Regions from separate parts of the Mus musculus genome. Here all the other regions are linked to region 6. A link is a contact called in public Hi-C, HiChIP or PLAC-seq, Micro-C and promoter capture Hi-C data. All regions are on one chromosome and are shown on one strand. The core of a region is the stretch at or near the end of the contact, and the rest is flanking DNA. Distances in the headings are between cores, read along the strand shown.

Region 1 (2,817 bases), core at 288-2,787, 530 kb after region 6:
CCATGTGGATAATCCAGGATGTTCTTCTCAGCTCATCCTTAAAGTTGTTGAGTCTGCAATTCTGTTGGGGTTAGTATACACCCACAATCCCACACACAGGGAGTGGGGCAGGAGGATCAGGAGTTCAAGGCTAGCTTCAGCTACATGAGCTTCTGTCTTGGAAAAAAAAAGTACTTAAGAGGGAACTTAGTGGTCTCCTTTCATAGGACAGGGTAAAGCTGGACAAGGGATTCAGGAACTCAGTTGGACATTATTATCACCTCATTGTAAGCCTTCTCCTGTCCCCACCCTACCTTTTTCCTCAGTCCCCCAGCTCTGGGTGTCTCCAGATCCCAGCCATCTTATTGAGGCATCCCAGAGAACTTCTCTTTTGTAGGGCTCCCACATGAAATCCCACAGAAGGACTATGGTGGCTGTGGTTAGATCACATGGCTCATTGGATGGAAACTCTGGTGTCACCCAAGAAAACCAAATGAACTGGGGTGGTTCCCTGAGTAAGGGATGTGGAACAGCACTGTTTCTAGAAGCCGAGAAAAGGAAAGGATGTGAATGTGGCAGAAACTATAGTTACACCCCAAACACTTCAGACTTTTATTTTTAAACTTAGTTTCTAGTATTGAAAATAACCCAAAGTAGATAGAATTCTAGAATGATCCTTCAAGTGTCTACTCTCAGTGCTTCAGTTGTTCCCAACTTGTGGTCCAAGATTTCTCTTTTAGACTCATTAGGTTCCCCTCCCCCATTTTGGTATCTCACAAAGCAAATTCCAGACATCATATAGACTTTCCTGTAAATAGTTTAATACTATAAGGATTCTTTTTAGAAAACAGAGCCATAATGCCATGATAGTACTAGAAACTTGAACAAGAACCCATTGCAGATTCAGTATTCAAATTTCCCAGTTGTCTCAGGAATGGTTGGACAGAACCCAAATCTCCTTATGTGTCCTTGGATTATCACTCTTAAGCTTTTAGCCACAGTCTTCATTTCTTTTCTGTTGTTTTGACAAAATATCCCAACAAACACAGCTTAAGGGTAGAAAAGATGTCTTGTGGCTCATGACTCCAGGTTAGGGTCCATCATAGCTAGGAGGCTGAAGTTGCAGGCAGCAGGAACGTGGGCAGGAATAGAAGTGATTCTCAGCTCGCTTTTGTCACCCTTAGACTTCAGGATTTCCTGCCTGGGGAATAACGCCACCCTCGGTGGGCAGGTCCTCCTACCTTAGTTATTCCCGATTAAGATTATTCCTCACCGGCATCCTGGAAGGCTAACGGGATCTAGCCAGTCCCTTGTCGAGACTCTGTTCTCAGGTGATTCTACGTTATGTTTTGTGGACAACCTGAACCATCAGAGCAGCCAGGCACTCTGTTCTGTCTCTCCTCCCTCCCATGGTGACCATGTCGCCTCTTTACTTGACTGGCTTTTGTTCCTGTCACACTAGCACTTTCTCTTCTCAAATCCTCTAGCTCTGTGCACCACTGTGGAGTAATTCCGGTCCTCAAGTCCCTGGAGTCATTCTGAAAGCAGCAGTTGTGGTTTCGGGGTGTTTGTTTATGAACACCACAGAGGTCTACATACCGGGCACAATTCTGGCTTCCCTCTATCTTCAGTTTCCCTATTGAGAGTGAAAAGCATCCATACTTCTTCTCACAGCTCCTACTGTTTCTAGCTTTGGTCTTAGATTTTCAAATGGTCGTTTGCTTCAGGTGGGGCTTCCCTCTGCTGGTTCCCTCAAACCTTGCCAGGACGCACAAATTGGTGAGGTGAAGTGTGAACTTTCCTCTTCATGGTTGGCTGAGTTCAACTTTTGATCTATCAGCATGTGGCTCGGGCATACCAGAGTTCTGAATACTCTTGGAGCTGAGGGGTGGGGCTGGGGGCAGTGAGAGGAATGGGGCTTTGAAGAGATTGAGGAGGCTGCAGCGCTCACATTTAGAAAGGTCCTAGCCACCACCACCACCACCACCACCACCACCCCACACTGCTCGTTCAGTATCACAGGGAAAACTTGAAAATAGCTACTATGCATACTTTGCATAATAGCAATCATGAAGTTGCATCTCTCTCTCTCTCTCTCTCTCTCTCTCTCTCTCTCTCTCTCTCTCTCTCTCGTGTGTGTGTGTGTGTGTGTGTGTGTGTGTGTGCAGGTCCACACACCATACGTGTGCATGGGCAGGTAAAGACAGGGGGTCATGATCAGATGTACTCCTTGCTGGCTTTCTGTGTTGATTTAGAGATGAGATCTCTAATTGAACCTGACTGAAGCTCTGTATTTCAGTGAGGCTGGGAGCCACTGAGACCCTGGGCTCTGCCTCTTTCTGTCACCTCAGCACTGTGCTTGTGTTCCTTCAAGCCTTGATTTTACACAGGTGTTAGTGATTTGAACTCAGGTCATCACGGTTGCATATAAATATTTCACCCCACCCAGCTGTCTCTCCAACCTGAAAGATGGCTTTTTGTTTTCAGTGTGCTAAGAATTGAAATTCTGGCTTCACAGCTCCTAGGTAAATGTTCTATCCTGAGTCATATTCCTGGCCCTCTTTCTCTTTATATCTTAAACACTTCTTTTCTGTTGTTGTGTACTTCCCTTTATTATGACTTTCAAAGAGCCAGGGTACCTGAGTACTTCCTTCTTGGTCAGTCTCACAAAAGATCCTGGGTAGTGAATGGGACGCTCAGAGTTCAGATGCTGGTTCTAGGTCCCGTGCCAACTCGAAGGAAGGTTGGCTCATTTTTACCTCTGTTAAATGGGGTCTAAGATGTTTTATATCGTGGAACCGTGACCAAAGTCAAGAGAATCAGTGAGTTGTAGAGCCC
Region 2 (2,793 bases), core at 218-2,717, 860 kb after region 6:
CTCAACTGCAGCTTTATCTGTCTCAAGTGATAATTTCAGTCAAGGGAAAGTCTACAGAACTCTTAATTAAAAGCCTGGTCATCTTCTTAGGGAAAATATCTACACATGACACTCACTAAGAATCTTTTAGAAAGGAACGATATCAGAGGTTGGCCCCAAAAGGGACATTGCCCTATGCTTTTAAATGCCTCCTCTAGAGGGGCTGATGGAGGCTCGCAAACTTATGAAGGCAAAAAAAAAAAAAAAAAGTGTTTGATAATACGCCATAAAGGAACAGCAACAGCATTGATCAGGTTCAATAGACCAATCAGGTTTTCCTAAAATGTAGCATTTGCAGTGGAAGCCTGGTTAAGTAGTTACATTCATAGGATGTACAGAGAGCCATCAATCCCCATTCATCCAGCCACATTTACTGAGCCAAGAACTTTGCTGGGCTTGAAGATATAAAAATGAATAGGACACAGCTGCTTTACCTCTAGCTAAAAGAATACACCTAAACAAAGAGCTCTGGGGGACGTGTTAAGTGCTGTGGTTGAGGTATGCACAAAGGGCTGGGGCCAAAGGAGGGAGCCATAAATTCTTTCTGGGAAATCAAGCATCAGGCCAGTGAGGGAAGAGAGCTAAGAAAGGGTGGGGTATTTCCTTGCCATAAACCAGAGCTCCTACTTTACCATGTTCTGAAAAGGAAGGTAGTTAATTTTAAGATTTACAAACTATTGTTACTCCAGGAGCTATCTCCGTCCACTGTCTGTCGCATTTGTTTCCGACACACTCTGCGGACATTCTCAGCAGTTCTGGGACTAGAAAAAAAAAAAAAACTCCATGATGTGTAATCATTGTATCCCTGCAATAATCACAAGACAGAATGGGTCCCCGCCATGAACTTAGATCTCAAGTTCAAAGATGTTTTGAAACAAACAAATGAAAAACAAACTTTGAAGGAGCCAGCCATGCCATTAATGCTTCTTCTTGGTGGAAAGAAAGGAGGGGATCACCTGATTATATCATGGTTCGCATTTGTCTTTCTGTCTGGGTTTTAAAAAGAGAAGGGCACGTTGAATGGCCGGCTACTTGCCGTCATTCATTATGCATACCATATTCCTACTTATAGCATAGTTGGGACAAAACCCCCATTGTTCATTACACACTAGCCCCAAACTTGAGTCATTCTAATGTAAGCATGAGAAACTCCCGGCTCCTTTGGGGTGAATTTCCAAATTCCTCTGTGTTAAATTGAGGTCTAATTTTTCCTGTGCCTGGTTTTCACAAGAAGGTCCATTCCACCCCATGCGCTCCCTTTCAGCTGTCAATAAACAGAGGCAGTGAATTCCCCACAGCTTTACAAAGCTAGTTAGGCAGACCCATTCACTCCTTCAGGAAAACAGCGCATTGATTTCAGCCAGTTCCCAGGGTGCAGCAGGAACAAAGAGATCAAAGGCCCACCTCTCTCTCCCTCTAAAGCTTTCATTAAGGCCCAGCCCAGACAAACTGCGACAGGTCTCCTTGAGACCAGGAGAGGGCCGGGCAGACCACCTCATGGTTCAATTCAAATTCATCTGTTTCCTACATTCCAGTGACAGTCCAGAATGCTAACCGTGACAAAACGATACAATCGGCTGGCATAATATACTGCTCACTAGTTCATCCAAGGTCAGGGGGAGAAGAGAGGCCTGGAGGAAAGTCCTAGGTTTCTAGATCCTGCTGGGCCTCAATGGCTCCCTGACATTCCATAAATAAACTTCTTCTCTCTCGCTCTCCCTTTCTCCTTCCATGGTATCTTTACGAATGGTGATCCACTTAACCGTCTGAAATTTCTTTTCTCCACTGAACCCAAACTCTCTGGAAAGTTTCTTCCCAACCTAACAGTTGTATAGGTGTGGTGGAAGGTCCCCCGACCAGCCCCTTATCAATCCACTCCTGTGTTCCAGCAAAGCCCCTACACTGTACAAGTTCCTGGTTACTTCAAGTGAAAAGTGTAATTTCTAACTTCTAGACGTTCCCGAAGGCACCGTCCCCAGGGAAGGCCACACAGCTCAGAGAAGAGTATAGTTTGTATAAATTCTGTTTGCTAAACAGAAATAGGAACAGGGGCGAAACAGTTACCTTTTTTTTCCCCTTTAACTTGGGGAATCTAGCTGGGTAGCCAGGTCCTAAATAGTGGTCTCTGTGTGAAGGAGTGTTTGCACGTTTGTGGGAGTGAAGAGGGCTAGCCAGGGGCAGGGCGAACCAACAGAGTCTGAAAGAAAATATGTTTTCCCAAGGGGGGGTTACCTCTATTAAACAAACATAATTAAAAGGGTTTCTAAATTTGCCCTTGAATTCAGAACTGCTCCTTTGAGGCGACCTTCACCAAACCCTGTAATGAAATGTGTTCGTGTCTGTCACTCATCCTGAGTAAACAGGAGAGATGGCTTACCTTTCAAAATTCCTAAACCGAAGAGAAAATAAACAATATTGGAACTAAAGGTATGGAAAACCCACTTCTTGATGCAGAACACACCCTTCCCACATGCCCAGTTCCAAGCTTCAGTACTGTCCTAGGGCTCACCACAGATTTCCTGAGCCCTGAATTCACTGATTCTTGTCTATCTTTAACTACTACAGAGGTACCACAGAGAGTAGTCAACAGCCCTCTGTGAAAGGCTTCCACTTATTTTCAAGGTTAGACAGGAATGAGCTTTAAAAAGGCCAAAGTGGCGATTGTGATAGCACACGCTGGTAATCTCAGCATGGCCCTCAGACGCTCACAGTGTTGGGTCACGAGTTCAAGGCCAACCCTAGGCTCAATAACGA
Region 3 (2,999 bases), core at 404-2,903, 960 kb after region 6:
ATAACCCACATAAAAACTTTGAGTCACCAACCAGCTTCCACGTCTTCTTGTCCTGGTGTTTTCTATTGTTCATCCCTTCCCAGCATACTGCTTTTGTGTGGAGGAGTTGGGGATAGGATTCAAGACAAGGTTTCTCTGTGTAGCCCTGATGGTCCTGAAATTAGATCTGTAGACCAGGCTGGCCTTACACTCGAGATCCTTCTGCTTTTGCCTCGAAAGCACCTGGACCAAGTGTGCACCAACACATTCTTTGAACTCAAGAGATGCCCCAGCCTCTTGGGTGCTGGGATTAAGGTGTGCACCACCACACTGGTATGCTGGTGACTCATACTGCTTTTATGGTTTTCCTTCAGTAAGTCAAACACACTGCTGCTCTTGGGTCCTCTGCCCTGGCCGGAAAACACCTGCATGGCCATTTCTCTTGATTCCTTAAAATCTGTTCTCAAATGACATCTCAGTAAAGTAGCATTGTAAGCATGGTTTTTAAAGTTGTAAACTCTTCAAGCTGGCATAATGTATGCCCTCAAACCTTTGGAAAATGCTCTGGTGAAAAGGGAAGAGGGGTGGGGGGAATGGGGCGCTGAGCAGGATGGGGACGTGATACCACTTGTTTGCCAGTTTATCATTTCTGAAGACACAAAGGGTAATCATCAAGAAAAAGGGGTAAGGGGTAGCGCATAAAGGGAAGGGTAGGAAAGGGATATGGGCAATCTCCGCGCTTCAAGGTTTCTTTGGGACCAGACACACTGTACGCGTGAAGACTATTGAGGTGGGATAATATCATAAAAGTGTGTGTGACGACTTAAGGACTTGCCCTGTGCTTCTGCCCCCATTTCCTATTTATACTCTCACAAAACCTTGATCCACAGAACCCTCTCCTAATAACCTCCCAAAGAACACAGCAATCCATACCAAAGAATAGAGCAAACCCTAAACTTTATATATATATGGTTTTTTAAAAAGGCAAGAAGACATCAACTATCGAAAAGCAGACTCGAAATGCGCATCACTCTCGTGCAGTCTTCTCCCTCGCTTGCCGATGCTGGGATCACTCCTTCTGCACAGTTCACAAGGAGCGGACCCGGACAGTCTCTCCATGACTTGTTCCGAATCCTCCACAGGTACGCAGGTCAGGCGACACAGCCAACACGGAATGGTCGAGATGCAGGAGCAAGGAGGCTCGCAGCCGGCACACGGGGAAGACTGGGCAGCGCTCACCTCAGTTCTCCTCGGGCTTGTCCGCGGGCGGCCCGCTGGGCTGCAGCATTTTCTCCATCAGGTTGAACCGCACGCGGGCTTTGCTCTCGTTCTCGGCAATGGCGAAGTAGTTGAGGAGGTCGAAGTGGCCCATGTAGGAGCAGTAGGAGTCGCGGTGCTGGTTCACCAGCCATTCCCACTTGGTGGTGTCGGCGTGGCCCGTGCCGATGTACTTGGACTGCAGATGCTCCAGCTGGCTGTGGATGGTGTACCGGTCCGTCATCGCGCCGCTCTGCTCGTAGGCTCCGAGGTCAGGACACAGACGAGAAGCTGCCGCTCGCGGCGTTCAAGTGAGAGACGCTGCCGCTGCCGGTGCCGCCGCCGCCACGCAAAACCTCAGTTCGTGCAGGCGCGGGAGAAAGACGCCACCGAGACGCAGGAGTAGACAGTCTTTTCCTAGGCGGAAGCGGAAGTGCCGTCTGTCGCGGGATTGGAGTTGCCTAGGAAACACTGGGCCGTCTCCTCACGGAGCCCGCCTACTTCGAAGAGTGTTGCATGATGGTCCGCTTAGTGGCTCTCGGGTGATCACGTTCTAGTCTGAGCGTTGCATTCTGGAACAAGTAGTCCAAAGAGTTTGTTTTAGGGTTTTGTTTTGTTTGTTTTGTTTTTGCCTGGCTGCTGTAGGACGATGGCAAACGGCCTCTGAGAGTTATCCCACGGCTCTGGGCTACTAAGAAGGGGAAATCCAAGAGGGTTTCAACTACAAGCAACCAGGAAAATTAACTCTTGTACCTAGAAGCTAACGTGGCAGCATGGTTCCCCCGCGGTCCCAGCTTTGTCTCTTAGAATTTGGGCACTGGGAAAAGTATTTTTGGTGATCAGTGTCAGCCCCAGTAGTCTCACTAATGGCTCCCACAACGAGCTCCAGGCTCCCGTTTCTCAACCCATTGAGGGGTTGTTTGCTCTAGGTCACTCAAAAGCTATTCCTTGAAGTCAGATGTGGTTCAAGACTAGATAGATAGATAGATAGATAGATAGATAGATAGATAGATAGATAGATAGATAGATAGATAGATAGATAGATAGATAGAAAGAACACCTCTCTTTCTAGTCACCTGTGTTTTTCTGCTGATTACTGCCTTACGTTGGGGGTTGTGCACTTTCTCACGTTACAAACAACTCAGAAAAGATAATTGTACTTCTTTTATGGTATCCCTTAAGGATACATGTATAGCCTGATGTAGATTGTACTCTCAAAAAACCATTTTAGGAATGGGGTAAGAGCAGTCACAGCCAAAGAGAATGGACAATGACAGACAATTTGAAAATACAGGAGTTTGGGGGTACTTTTGTTTACTTGGTGGGGGGAGGATCTGGCCCTGAGCTCACAGCAATCCTCCTGCCTTTGCCTCCTGAATGCTGGGATTAGAGGTGAGTTCCGCTCCATCCAATATTAATTCTTCTGTTTAAATTTTGTCATAATAAGCATCATGCCAGGTGGTGGTGGCACACACCTTTAATTCCACCACTTGGGAGGCAGAGGCAGGCAGATCTCTGAGTTCAGGGGCAGCCTGGTCTACAGAGCTAGTTTCAGGACAGCCAGGGCTACAAGGAGAAACTCTGTCTCAAAAAAAAATAAAACCAACCAACACCAAGACTTAGACAACATAATACACATCTTATTCCTAAAATATAGAGACTATACGGCAATACCTGTGGATATGCCATCCAGCCATACTATACCTGTCTCTTATTATTTATTTATTGAGACAGGGACTCAAATTCTCTGCACCTGCTTCAGA
Region 4 (3,005 bases), core at 11-2,510, 770 kb after region 6:
GCGTGATGCAAGTAGGAGGATACGTAGTTCAAGTTGGACAGAAGGCTGGGCTACATGAGACACTGTCTCAAAAAACAAAAACAAAAAACCACCTTGGGTTTTTATTAGTTTTCATCTTAAAAAAATATGCAATCATCAGAGCTTCGGAATTTATTTTATTACATCAAATGCCCCTAAAACCAATAATCTTAGTGTTGTGATCATAAAAAGAGAAAGAGCTATTACGATAAGTTCTGGCGGGGTCTGGGAGAAGGGGGTATAGAGTTTATTCAGGGCATGGAGAGGGGAGTTAAGAAAGTAGACGAGGCAGAGAAAGGCAGAGAGAAGGAGAGAGTAGTGAAGTAGAGGCGGGCCATGACACATGGAGCAAGGGGGGGAGGGAATGGGGAGCAAGAGGGCAAGAGGCAAAAGAAAGGCAAATGAGAGAGGATGGGAGAGGGGGAGACAAGCAGCCCCTTTTATAGGGCCAGGTCTACCTGGCTGTTGCCAGGTAACCGTGGGGCAGCGAATACCTGGCAATTGCCAGGTATCTGTGGGGGTGGAGTCCAGACAGAATACCAACACTTATGGACTGTGCTAAAGGTACGGTTGGGAGTTGTTCATCAAAAAGATGTAATACGAAAACCCTAAAGATGTTAGACTCTGCCTATTGAAGCTAGGCCTTGGTTGGACATTGCTAGGCAACTGATTCCCCTTAGGTCAAGAAGCCAGGGAAGGCCAGGGAGTGGTGGAGCACGCCTTTAATCTCGGGAGGCAGAGGCAGGCGGATTTCTGAGTTTGAGGCCAGCCTGGTCTACAGAGTGAGTTCCAGGACAGCCTAGGGCTACACAGAGAAACCCTGTCTCGAAAAACCAACCAACCAACCAACCAAACAACCAAACAACCAAACAAACAAACAAACATATTAAAAAAAAAAAAAAAGAAGAAGAAGAAGCCAGGGAAGTGACCACTTTCCTGTCATGAACCTGCACAGCCTTGGTCTTGTTTTCGTTTGTTTTTGATTGTTTTTGTTTTGTTTGTTCTGAGTTAAGCACAGGTAAGGAATATCTGAAGCCCCAGGTTGGAACCTGAAACTTGCCCTCAGGTAAGTAGGCTACTCCCTGCCGCCACCAACTCCAGCCAGAAAGCCCCGCCCACTGAAGGTCCTGCTAGCCCCACCTCCCGGAAGTCCCCGGGAAGGTTCTGTCACCGCGGGCTCACGCAACTTCCGGCTACAGCCTAGCGGCTCGCCGGCGATTGGCTCCTTGCCCCGCCATCGTGTGACGTGCTGCCCTAGCCCTGTGGACCCACGTGTGGAGCTGCCGGCAGGTACCGGGGAGCGGCGGTTCGGCTGCCGCGGTTCCGGAGAGGGTGTCCCTGCCTCATCATGGTGAGAAAACCGCGGTGCTCCGGGAGGGAGCCGCTCCCTGCGGCTGACTTAGGCCACTGGCCGCGTGGCTTGGTGCCCCGAGTCCTGTCACTCTCCCGGCACCAGTCACCTTCGTCACCCCCGGGGCACTTCGGAAGGAGAAAGAAGGTTTCCCTTTCGCCAAACGCCCGGAGTTTCCAGTCCTGAAGGCTTTGGGTAACTCCGTCCCTGTGACGCAGAAGCTCCGCCCCCTGCTTCCGGGGTTCACTTGGGCCACTGGGTAGCAACTCTGGTTAGACCCAGAGCTGAAGAGCAAATACGAATGTATCGAGGAGTAAATCATCTGAACCTTAGTTGTCTGTGCCCTAATCTTATTTACTACCTTGTAGATGAAGTGTCTGTCTATATTTTCTTGTGGCAGGCTCCTTGTCTTGTTGATAAAACTTTTCGGGGACCTTCCCAGAGCACCCATTAAGAGAGACTTCAGGCATTTGCTTTTGATTTGAAAATCCTGTTTGATTTTCCCTCTTACTGATTTACTTGCTAAGAGCGGAGAGTTTCTCACACTGCCCCACATATTCCCCAGCACCTTTGAACAAGTGTCTCAGAGTAGGTGCCTAGCCAGGGTTTGTTGGCGAAGGTAAGTATGGATCCTTCAGGAGACAGGGACTCCTGTCCTGTCTGGCTTAGGTGTACAAATCTGAAATATCTGTTCACCCTCCACATGCTTAACTGAGTGTACCTGTGGCTGTGGCGTTGCCCACTGTGTGGGGGTTCTGTTTTATTGACCTTTCCTGATTATTTTGTAGCCTCACAGAAAGAAAAAGCCCTTTATAGAGAAGAAGAAAGCTGTGTCTTTTCACCTGGTCCACCGGAGCCAGCGAGATCCTTTAGCCGCAGATGAAACTGCACCCCAGAGGGTTCTCTTGCCTACACAAAAGGTAGGTCCTGTTCTGGAGCCACTACGTTTTTAGGTGAATGGTAGTTTTGTAGTCCTGAACATGGAACCCAGGGAACTTAAGCATGCCGGGCATTCTCAGAAGTTGGTCCTCTTAAAAAAATAAAAAAAAGAGCTGTGACTCAGTTTCCAGTTTCTGTGCTGATGTTTGATGTTGTGTATTTATTTTGATTGACAGGCTAAAGCATCTTTGAGATTATTAAATAAAGAGATCTTATAGAATATTAGTCAAGTTCACTAGTTCACAGCCTCCATCTGCACAGTATTATTTAGGCTATGGCGGTATGCTCAGTCTCTGCTTTCTCTTGGGATTCCCCCATATTACAGTAGTCTTCCATTTGCCCCCTCGTCTCTCATGTCATGAAATACAGAACATCCAAGCTCATGGATAGCTTTGGCAATCCTAGAGGGGCCGTGAGTAGGTTGGTTTATGTTAGCATCACACTTGTTAAAGATGGATAATGGAAACATTTTGGGGGATGCTGGAAAGATGGCTCAGTGTTTAAGTACTTGCTGCTCTTGCAGAGGACCCAGGTTCGGTTCCCAGCACCCATATGTAGAGTCACAGCCATCTATAACAACTGTTCCGGGGGTTTTGCTACTCCCTTTTGTCCTCTGTGTGTATTAGCTGCACATACACACTCATTAAAAGTGTAAAAAAACGTTTTAAGTATTTCGAGGCATTTGCCTCCCTTTAAC
Region 5 (2,775 bases), core at 90-2,589, 740 kb before region 6:
TGAGTTCCAAAACAGCCAGGGCTATACAGAGAAACCCTATCTCAAAAAAACAAAACAAAAAACAAACAAACAAATAAAACCCAAACAAAAAGAAAAAAAATACAGGAAAGTTCAAATGAAATGTAAGTCCTTAAGGATGATACTATGCAATGGAGAGGTGGCAATAGATAAATAAATAAATAAATAAATAAATAAATATCACTGCTATAAAGAAAAGGTGGGGTGTGCTATAAAGTCAGAAGTGCAGACTCTCCTGGACTCTATCTTGTCAAGTAGTAAGACAGACTAATACTTTCCTAATGTTCATCATCTTCCTCCACTAATCAACTCGCATAGTTCACTAAAACAAGCACTAGCCATATCAGAGAAAGTATTCAATTCTTATTAGTTCGCATGTGTTTACCTTTCAAGTTTGAAAAGGACTGTCTATTCAGTCCAGTATTTGGACATGCAAATTTTAATCTAGTATTTAAACATAGTGTTTCTCATATAAGAATTTAAAACTTCTAAACTAAAAGCAATGGTTGTTTCCAGTTCCAATCTCCTTTAAGTACATGTTTTCAGTATCTCTTTACAGTTTCTAGAAAGGCTATAACGTGTACTTCTGTGTGTGTGAATGTATAAATTTTTATTTTGTGATCATTTTCTCTGTTAAAACTAATGACACCTCCACCCCCCACTCCACCCCACCCTCCCCCCCCCCCACCAAAAAAAAAAAAAAACCCACTGTGGCCCATCTATATGCATATGTCTGTAATCTCTACTAACTGGGAAGCCCTGGGTAAAGGATTTCAAGTCCAAAGCTTAGTTTGGCAATTTAGTGAGACCCAGTCTCATAAAAATAAAGACAAGGGAGAGAGTGAGGGAGGGAGGGAGGGAGGGAGGGAGGGAGGGAGGGAGGGAGGGAGGGAGGGAGGGAGGGAGGGAAGGGAAGGAAAATTTGAAAGCTGAGAAGGTAGCTTAGTAGTATATACGCTTGCCAGAATATTCCCAACAAAACACACACGCATGAGATAAAGAGAGGGGAGGGGAAGTTTTCCTTTCTCGCAGTTAAAGTCCTTTACGTTATTTTCCCCTTTCTTCTCTTTCATTCATTCCATGCAAACAAACAAACAAAAACAAAAGTTAAATTTAAAACCTCTATCTCCGCTTACCAGCAGAGAGCGCTGGAGCCGTGTGCGACACAGGAGACTCTCATTCTCCAAATAATAACTGCCTTAAACCAGGCAGTAAGTTTGTCTCCTTCGGGCACCCGTCGCGGACAAGCGTCTCAGCAACGGATGCGTGGGTGAGAATTGCCCGCTCGGAGGCGGAAGCGGAAGTATCTGTGACCGGCGAGTAGGAAGTAGCGCTTCCGGGAGTGGAGATGGCCGCGCTGGCCCCTCTGCCGCCGCTGCCCGCGCAGTTTAAGAGCATACAGCACCATTTGAGAACGGCGCAGGAGCATGACAAGCGGGACCCCGTGGTGGCCTACTACTGTGAGTCCCTCCGAGTCCCCGTTCTCCCGCCCGGTTGCGCCCCGCGCCTCCCTCCGCTCTTGAGGCCCGCCCCGCCCCCTGGCTTCAGACCTGAGCCTTGACCTCTGGCTCGGCCAGGAGGACCCCAAGTACTAGACTCCCTCCACACCCGGACCCCCGTCTCTCCAGCTTAGAGCCTCGGACACGCCTCCCGGCTGTTCTTTCTTCTGGGAATGAGAACCTCGATAGTCATAGGTTTCCCAGAGATGGGTGGGAAGGGAGACTAACAGAAAACATAACGAAAGCTGTGCATTAATCACGAGAGCTTTCAGGTCCCTTCCGAAACTCAGACGGTTCAGTGGACAGTGGCTACTACTGAAAATTTGAATTTGACTGTTCTTGACTTGTTTTCCGTACTCCTCATTACCACCAGTAAGAATTTGGAGTCATCCTTTAGCTATCCTGAAAGTTAAGAAGTTTAATGCCAATATTCCTAGTTTGAGATGTATATACTACTGAAGAGGACACAGTTTGAACTCCGTTCAGACATGCAGAGTTGGTGAAGTGGATAGGACTAGTAGTTTTATGTAAACTATGATTTGAATATTATACTCCTATCTTTGTTGCAAGAAATGACTGTACTCTGAGTTTCTAAAGAACTTTCAGAATACAGAAATGATGTGTCCTCTGTTGTGGACATTGTTAGCAAAAATCTGGACCAAGTCAAGCCTTCCCTTGTGGACATGTATGTACCTCATTTCTCAAATGTGCATGGATGTCCCCCTACCACCACCAATAATTGCCATTCTCCACTTGATTTATGATCTGAATTCCCACCTCTTCTGCAAGCCACTCGGTGGCTATACTTCATTTTTATAAAAATCATACCAGTATTGTTCCCACCATTCTTGTTCTTTTGATGATCTTCAAACATATCCTAATTATTGAGCCTTTTTACCTATTGACGAGCATTCCTAAGTACTGGGAAAAAAAAACTAAAACCCAGCTCCTGTGGTCCTAGGACTACTGAGAGGAGGGGCGTTTGAACAGTACGCATTTTATAATTTCAGGAACGGGCATAGAAGTGCCACAGTACTGTAGAGGGGACCTCATTTTCCTGTGTTCAGAAACACATTGCTCAGTTGACAATGGAAGCCAGACCTTTGTGCACAATTGCTGAAGAATATACCTTTAAAAGGAACAAAAGTCTGAAGGTCCACAGAGAAGTTTAAAAGAGGAGGAGTGAGGATTTGGAGAGTATAGAGCCAGAGAGAAGTTGGATACAACAAAGAGGCTGGCTCTGGACTGTGAACCAGGG
Region 6 (3,084 bases), core at 361-2,860:
TTCTAGCCTCCACAGAGACTGAGCGTGGAGGGTTGGGGTCGCATTTTCTCCTGTCCTCTGCTGCACTGGATATGTTATGTAAGAGGGACAGGACGCGGGAGGCACATGCGTATAAAGCGCACCGATCTGTGATAACAGCTGGGATGGCAAGGCTGATCTGGAGTCGTTCCCCCACCAAATACGACAGACACATCACCCTCACCACACACACACACACACACACACACACACACACATACATAGACGCTATGTTTTCCTGTCTTAGCCCTACCAGCACCAGACGCACAGAATGGAAAGGAGGGGGTTGGGGGTGAAGGGAGGTGAGAGGTGCGGCGGCAGCAGCACATCTGCTTTGATAGCAGCCAGCAGAGCCGCCGCGGCAGAGAGCCCCTCGTTAACCCCCTTCCTGTGGCTGCACCACGTCATGGAACATTCCCGGAACGGGCCAACGTTCCACCCACTTCAGGGAACAGACATAAAGGCGCAGACCCAGCTCCTCGCGGTGCACTGCCCAAACACACATGTTTCTTCCCGATCCCCCGACCAGAAGCACAAACAAGCATGCAATCCGCCCCCACCCGTCTCCAAGCGCCGGGGGCCAGCCGGCGGCGGCTGGAGCCGCTCTGCGGCCGGTGCACCCGCAAGGCGAGGGCGCCTCCGCCTGAACCTTCCATGGAGACAGTCCCCTCCTTCTTCGCTTCCTTCCTTCCTTCTCTCCTTCCTTCCTTCCTCGCTCGGGAGGAGAAAGGAGTCACAGAAATGCCCAGCGCCAGCGCCTCCGCTGCGCTCGCTCGGCCGCAGGCCGGCAGCCCGGCCCTTGCCGTCCGCTCGCCCGCTCGCCCTCCCGCCCGCACCGCCCCCAGCCCCGCGCCGCGCCGCGCCCCCTCCCCCGCTACTTGACAACGGACCGCCGGCCGCGGCAGCCGCAGCGGTGGCCCGGCGGTGCGCGCCGGTGCACGTCCCTCATTAGTAACCAGGCACATTCCTGCCTCCAGCGCTCCCGCGCGGCCCCCTCCCCCCAGGACATTACGCAAAGCAGCCTCCCCTCATCTGCATAGAACCTCGGCCAGGGTATTCCCCGCATTTCCTAATGCGCCCGACCCCCCCCCCCTTGCTTAGGTCTCCCCCATCCCCGCCTCCTCCGACCCTTACCCCTGGGCCACCAGGAAAGCGGCCGGGGGCGCGCGCCGCGAAGGGGGCGATGGAGTTGGGCGAAGGCGATTTCAGGGTAAAGTGAAACAAGCTCGATCTCTGGTGCAGGCAGGAAAAACACAGAACCGAGGCCACTTACCGAGCCGAGAAGGGACCTAGATTCCCGCCGCTCTGCTCTGCCAGCGGCCGGTGCGCCCTCCACGCACCCCAGGGCTGCACCCAGTACCCAAGAGTCGAAGCGTGGAGGGAGGCTGCTACCCAGCCAGAGGACCTTTCAAGTTGCTCGGGCTCCGGGCAAGCTTCAATGTCCAAGACTCAACTTGGCAAATACTTGTGCCACAGTCACCGAAGATGTCTTTTTTTTTTTTTCTTTTTCCTTTTTCTTTCTCTTTTTGCGGAGACCCTCCTCCACCGGGGAGAGACAGCGCACGGCGGCGCCCCGCTCTCCAGCTCTCCACCCCCTCACCTCCAGCCCGCCTCCCGCCGGCCGCCAGCCTCCCGGCCGCGAGCCCCTCGGGCGGCTGTCAGCTCCCGGCAGTCCGGGTGACAGCGGCCGAAGGAGGGCGCGACGCGGCGGGCGGTGGGGGGGATCCTCGCAGCCGCGGCGGCCGCTCACCTGTAAAGTCACCGCAGCGCAGGAGGAGGAAGAGGAGAGAGAGGAGGAGGGGAGGAAAGCCCCCCGGTGCCCTTGTTCTTGCTGCGGCGGCTGCTCCTCGCCCAGGCTGAGCGTGTCTGGTGGGGGGTGTCTGGTAGCATTTCCTTAAGGACAGAGGGAGGGCGGGCGTGGAGGGAGGGAGGAGGGAGGGAGGCGATCCCCACCGCCAGCCCAGGCTCCTCTTGTCTTTATTTATATATTTATTTATTTTCGGACACTGTTAGGAGATGGAGCCAGGGCGGGGGCCAGGGCCGCTAGGCTGGGGCTTGAGCCGCAGGACCCGGGCCGCAGTTTGTCGGCGTGCGGGAGCCGCAGCGGCCACCTCCCCTCCGGGCTGTGGACGCACCGGGTTATTCCTGGCAGCGCCTCCCCGAACAGAAGTTACTAGGAGGAGTGCGCGGCGAGGGCGGGCGGGGGAGAGGGGAGGGAGGGAGGAAGAGGGAGAGACTCAGCCAGCGACGTCATCGGATCCCCCAGCGCGTCCCTGGGAGGGAGGCTGAACCAGAAAAACCAGTCTGGAGCAGGCCAGCGGGGCGAAGGATGTGCGACCCGGACTGGCCCTGATGCGGGCGCGCGGGGAGGGAAGGTCGCGGTCGCGCTCTCTTGCCTCGGAGCCGAGATCTCCGCTGAGAGCGGGTATCGGCTTGCCACGCAGAAACACTGGCGAGTCTGGAGCGGTCTGAGAATTTCCTACTAGGGTGTGGAAACCTCCTTCGCGCCCATTCCCTTCCCTCTCTAGCCCCCTTTCCCACGTACTGGTTCCTTGTGATCTGTGGGATCCTTACATTTTGCCCGCGTACCAAGGATTTCTCGCCTCTTCACCCTCCAGCTGCACTCACGATTTTGTTAACAATTCGGGTGGTGGTGGGGAATTATGTTGCAGCCCCTGGAGCTCACAGTGTGTTTCACTAGCATTTTCCGTGCCGGGGCGGAAGCACGAAGTTTTCACGAGCTCGAAACGCCCCAATTGCTTTCCCCGGGGTCACTCCCCAGGGCGCCCCGGGTGCACCCTGCTCAGGAAGCCGCCCGCCCTCGTCTGGGTATTCAAATAGGCTAGGGCAGCGGTGCGGGGAGCAGCTGCCGGCTTCCTGGGGGGCCGAGCGGGGGAAAGGGGGCGAGCTGCCACCTCCAGCTGCGCGCTTCTGGTTCTCTGCTAGGGACTGAAATCACACCCAGCCCTGGGAGAGCTGGGCGGGGCTGGGGGAGGGGAAGGGAATCCCAAGCGAGTAGGGGCCGGGACTCTGGCTTCCTCCCCAGCCCGGCAACACCCGGGGGAC
Region 7 (2,962 bases), core at 180-2,679, 640 kb after region 6:
CTGAACCACTGAGTCGTCTATGTGGGAAGGATGCCGACTAAGAAAGTAGGTTCAGAGTCGTCCCTGCTATGTCTTCTAACACCTGGAGAACGGATGCCTAGCAGTGTAGCACAGTAGGATGCGACACCCCCTTCCCCAATACAGTATTCTCGAGAGACTGGCACCAGGGGAGAGCTTCCATGCCACTTGTCCTCAAGGCCATGAATAAAGGCTTTGTTCATGGGGGGTACTCAGTTGTTACTAGTTCATTGAAAACATGTCTGTTCAATCAGGCAGTCTGTAGCAGGACAGAGCTAGAGTTGGTGGCAGGCTTGCTATCTTCAACACACTATTAACAAACCATGCATATTGTGCTGGATAGTTTTATATCAACTTAACACAATCTACAGTTGCTTGAAAGGAGGGAATGTCAGTTGAAAAAATGCCTCTATACAATTCAGCTCTAGGGTGTTTTCTAAATTAGTAATTGATGGGGGAGGACCCAACCCATTGTGGGTGATAGGATCCTCTGGGCTGATGGTCCTAGATTCTATAAGAAACCTGTAGAAACTGGAATGAGCAAGCCAGTGAACAGCACCCCTCCCAGACTTCTGCCTCAGTTCCTGCCTCCAAGTCGGAGCTGCTTGAGTTCCTGTCCTGACTTCTTTTGATGATGAACACTGAGATATATACATACATACATACATACATACATACATACATACATACATACATACAGATATATATATATATGTGTGTGTGTGTATGTATATATGTATGTATGTATGTATGTATGAATGAAAGTATAAGCCAGATAACCCCTTTCCTCCCCAATTTGCTTTTGGGTCATTCTGTTTTATTGCAGCAAGAGAATCCCTAAGTAAGACACATATATATACTCATACAGATGAGGCTTTGTCTATATATAAAGTTGTTGGTATTCTGGATATGACATAAGTGCTTATCCTACATATATTAAGGGTTTGTTGTCCAAACACCTTGTTAGGGTCTGGGAATGTAAAGGGTAGTTGCTATAACAATGATTGGACTTGACATCAAACTATTAATTTCTGTAGCTCAGGCAGCTATGGAAAGGGCGTTCTGAAGGTCACTTTCTATAGATTTTAACTAGTGCCTTAAAGATTTTGAATTGCATGGCAGTTGATATTTCTAATGCTACTGAGTTATACTCTGTTTTGCATATAAGATGAGGTAGAATAACTTACACATGCTTTTCCTTTTTTATGATAGAGGGAGATATTTTGGAAAAAAGAAATTCCAGACCCACCCCTTGATTTTTCTGGTTAAATCTTCCAGGAGTTGGCTCAATGAATAAGTAAGCACAGAGCCTCTGCTCCAAGCCCATGGCTGAGACTAGCTCAGGGAGGGGCGGAGGCAAGGTATTTTGTTAATCCTGTTAGCTCTTGAGAGCAGAAGGAGGGAGACTCAGGAAATAAATCATATAAAAGTATGCGAACAATAGGAAAGAAAAACTTGCCTTACAGGTTAATTTCCTGCTCTGCCCAGAGTTTGTGGAATGTGATCATTTCTGTTTTCCAGTGCTTGATATAAGTAGAAAGTCCAAACTCGTGAGTCTTAGCTGGGATTCTCCTTTTGTCTGATGGTACTATGTGTCATGTTAACACCAGTTTTCTCCCACAATTGTAAAATTAAAGAGAATGGAGTGGGGATCAGCTGCAGCCTCTACAGAGTAACATTTTAAGGTGTAAGTGCCACTTATATTTCCAGAGCTCAGCCCAAGGTATGAAAACCCAGAAAGCCTTCTGTTTGCCTTTTCCTGGTCACAGCTTCCTAAGGAGGCTGGCTCTTGCAGAATGTAGCCAGAGTCTAAACGAGATAGAAAGTTGTAGGAATAAAACAAATAAAACTGGAAGGTAGTCAGGGAAAATAAACTCACTTGAAAGCTTGAAAATGTTTGCATATTAGATTTCAGCTTCTGGGTTACAAATATTCTGTTATCACATGATTAAAATACCCCCGCGAAGCATTCTTACCACTTAAAAATAAAAGGGTGTTGGTCTAGTGGCTCATAGAGGAGGAGGGACAGACAGTGTGCTGCCTTTTAGGAAATCTCGACATGGTGCGTGCATAGAAAATAAAGATCTAAAATGATCCTTTCGGACAGACAGCGTTTCAGTTTCCCTTGCTTCTTCTAAACATTGTATCATGAGAACAAGATAATTAAAGAAACAATTCTACTTAGAAAGTTAGTAAGTTTAAGTTCTCTCCTTTTGCCTCAAGCAAGTGTTTGCCACTGCTACAATTCCTGTTAGCCAAGGAAGTGCCACTAATTTGTTAAACGTTCACAGCCAAGTCCAAAACAAGGATGTATGTTAACACTCTTAGAGAACTTGAGCATGGCCATTTTCAGTCATGCTTGCTTCCCCCGGCCGCTGCAGTTCTCATTGCTCATGGAATTTCTGGAGAATTCTATTTAATTCTTCTCTCCACCATGAGAACCTACCTCCAAGTTCTGGAGTGGCAGTGGCTAGAGAGATCTGGCAGATCTGAGGAAGATGGAGACCCAGGATTAGAACTTATGGTGTCTGAGTTCTTCCCTATATATGCTCAAAACTCTCCTCCAGTCACCAAATTGTATTTCTGCAAAGTGGACCCTGAGCTTCTAGGAGAGGAGTTTGTCATAGTCTAGGTTTGTAAGGGCCAGGTTGATGTCTGCTTTAATTTACCATAGTGCCTTCTGTCTATGAAAAGTACGGTTGTCACTTTGGATACCCCAGATGGCTGAGTTTAATAACGCCCACATCAGACAAGTCAGAGAAATCTGAGTGATGGGGCAAAGTGTTTGAAAATCTCCCAAGTACAAGTGCTTGGTCCTAAAAGCACACTGTCTCCCAGGGGAAATTCTAAGTAAGTCCTCTCGATTTCATTTCTTCCTGGAAGTAAATGAATAAATCATAGTTCTTTCAAGGATTGAAGCTAGACTGTGCAGTGGGGGGGAAAA

What was found. Promoter capture Hi-C pulls out the DNA fragments that hold promoters and counts their contacts. Hi-C and Micro-C count contacts between places; a contact is called where the count stands out from the background. HiChIP or PLAC-seq counts read pairs in DNA pulled down with a chosen protein or histone mark.
Region 1: a promoter capture Hi-C map of pre-B cells shows a contact between it and region 6, with 2.3 times the contacts expected there. The contact joins the enhancer-like site here to the promoter of Hivep2 in region 6. A contact is called at or near these places in 4 of 39 promoter capture datasets (the 3T3-L1 cell line, the HPC-7 cell line and pre-B cells), 4 of 484 Hi-C or Micro-C datasets (cerebellum, embryonic stem cells, muscle stem cells and 1 more), 6 of 115 datasets of contacts at active chromatin or transcription factors (DN3 thymocytes, embryonic forebrain, embryonic midbrain and 3 more) and 1 of 9 other capture datasets (adipose tissue).
Region 2: a contact with region 6 is called in an H3K4me3 HiChIP or PLAC-seq map of embryonic stem cells, with 6 times the contacts expected there. The contact joins the enhancer-like site here to the promoter of Hivep2 in region 6. A contact is called at or near these places in 6 of 39 promoter capture datasets (the 3T3-L1 cell line, the C10 cell line, cranial neural crest and 3 more), 4 of 484 Hi-C or Micro-C datasets (embryonic stem cells and stem cell-derived neural progenitor cells), 16 of 115 datasets of contacts at active chromatin or transcription factors (the NIH/3T3 cell line, T-cell acute lymphoblastic leukemia, astrocytes and 6 more) and 1 of 9 other capture datasets (embryonic stem cells).
Region 3: a promoter capture Hi-C map of embryonic stem cells shows a contact between it and region 6, with 4 times the contacts expected there. The contact joins the promoter of Sf3b5 here to the promoter of Hivep2 in region 6. A contact is called at or near these places in 5 of 39 promoter capture datasets (the 3T3-L1 cell line, embryonic stem cells and hippocampal neurons), 2 of 15 datasets of contacts at CTCF or cohesin (embryonic stem cells and pro-B cells), 22 of 484 Hi-C or Micro-C datasets (the HL-1 cell line, LSK cells, Sertoli cells and 10 more), 24 of 115 datasets of contacts at active chromatin or transcription factors (DN3 thymocytes, astrocytes, bone marrow-derived macrophages and 15 more) and 2 of 9 other capture datasets (embryonic stem cells and liver).
Region 4: a Micro-C map of embryonic stem cells shows a contact between it and region 6, with 3 times the contacts expected there. The contact joins the promoter of Ltv1 here to the promoter of Hivep2 in region 6. A contact is called at or near these places in 1 of 39 promoter capture datasets (the 3T3-L1 cell line), 4 of 484 Hi-C or Micro-C datasets (embryonic stem cells, pre-megakaryocyte-erythroid progenitors and pre-pro-B cells) and 1 of 115 datasets of contacts at active chromatin or transcription factors (pancreatic cancer cells).
Region 5: a Micro-C map of embryonic stem cells shows a contact between it and region 6, with 6 times the contacts expected there. The contact joins the promoter of Vta1 here to the promoter of Hivep2 in region 6. A contact is called at or near these places in 1 of 39 promoter capture datasets (hippocampal neurons), 6 of 484 Hi-C or Micro-C datasets (Sertoli cells, cerebral cortex and embryonic stem cells) and 3 of 115 datasets of contacts at active chromatin or transcription factors (astrocytes, memory CD8 T cells and pancreatic cancer cells).
Region 7: a contact with region 6 is called in a Hi-C map of uterus, with 2.5 times the contacts expected there. The contact joins the enhancer-like site here to the promoter of Hivep2 in region 6. A contact is called at or near these places in 2 of 484 Hi-C or Micro-C datasets (cardiomyocytes and uterus) and 2 of 115 datasets of contacts at active chromatin or transcription factors (astrocytes and neural tube).

The regions. Positions count from the first base shown.
Region 1 is chr10:13,437,316-13,440,132 of GRCm38.p6, reverse strand. The region is part of intron 1 of Phactr2 (phosphatase and actin regulator 2); the gene reads left to right. Among named protein-coding and RNA genes, the nearest start is that of Phactr2, 36 kb to the left of the region's middle. Within about 2 kb of position 1,537, at least 69 of the 459 cell types and tissues checked have an H3K27ac peak or open chromatin away from gene starts, as enhancers often do. A contact at or near this core is called in pre-B cells, where this site is marked.
Region 2 is chr10:13,106,830-13,109,622 of GRCm38.p6, reverse strand. The region is part of intron 2 of Plagl1 (pleiomorphic adenoma gene-like 1); the gene reads right to left. Among named protein-coding and RNA genes, the nearest start is that of Hymai, 17 kb to the right of the region's middle. Within about 2 kb of position 1,467, at least 58 of the 459 cell types and tissues checked have an H3K27ac peak or open chromatin away from gene starts, as enhancers often do. A contact at or near this core is called in embryonic stem cells and neural tube, where this site is marked.
Region 3 is chr10:13,007,104-13,010,102 of GRCm38.p6, reverse strand. It overlaps Sf3b5 (splicing factor 3b, subunit 5), which reads right to left and starts at 1,653. Exons shown (of 1, transcript NM_175102.4): 1 at 920-1,653. The coding sequence starts at 1,480. The coding sequence ends at 1,220.
Region 4 is chr10:13,191,392-13,194,396 of GRCm38.p6, reverse strand. Ltv1 (LTV1 ribosome biogenesis factor) reads left to right here and starts at 1,260. Exons shown (of 11, transcript NM_181470.4): 1 at 1,260-1,369; 2 at 2,158-2,289. The coding sequence starts at 1,367.
Region 5 is chr10:14,704,053-14,706,827 of GRCm38.p6, reverse strand. Vta1 (vesicle (multivesicular body) trafficking 1) reads left to right here and starts at 1,339. Exons shown (of 8, transcript NM_025418.3): 1 at 1,339-1,478. The coding sequence starts at 1,367. 1700016L04Rik (RIKEN cDNA 1700016L04 gene) reads right to left here and starts at 1,219. Exons shown (of 6, transcript NR_045824.1): 1 at 1,155-1,219.
Region 6 is chr10:13,964,905-13,967,988 of GRCm38.p6, reverse strand. It overlaps Hivep2 (human immunodeficiency virus type I enhancer binding protein 2), which reads right to left and starts at 1,610. Exons shown (of 9, transcript NM_010437.2): 1 at 1,292-1,610.
Region 7 is chr10:13,327,243-13,330,204 of GRCm38.p6, reverse strand. The region is part of intron 1 of Phactr2 (phosphatase and actin regulator 2); the gene reads left to right. Among named protein-coding and RNA genes, the nearest start is that of Gm46211, 100 kb to the right of the region's middle. Within about 2 kb of position 1,429, at least 10 of the 459 cell types and tissues checked have an H3K27ac peak or open chromatin away from gene starts, as enhancers often do. A contact at or near this core is called in uterus, where this site is marked.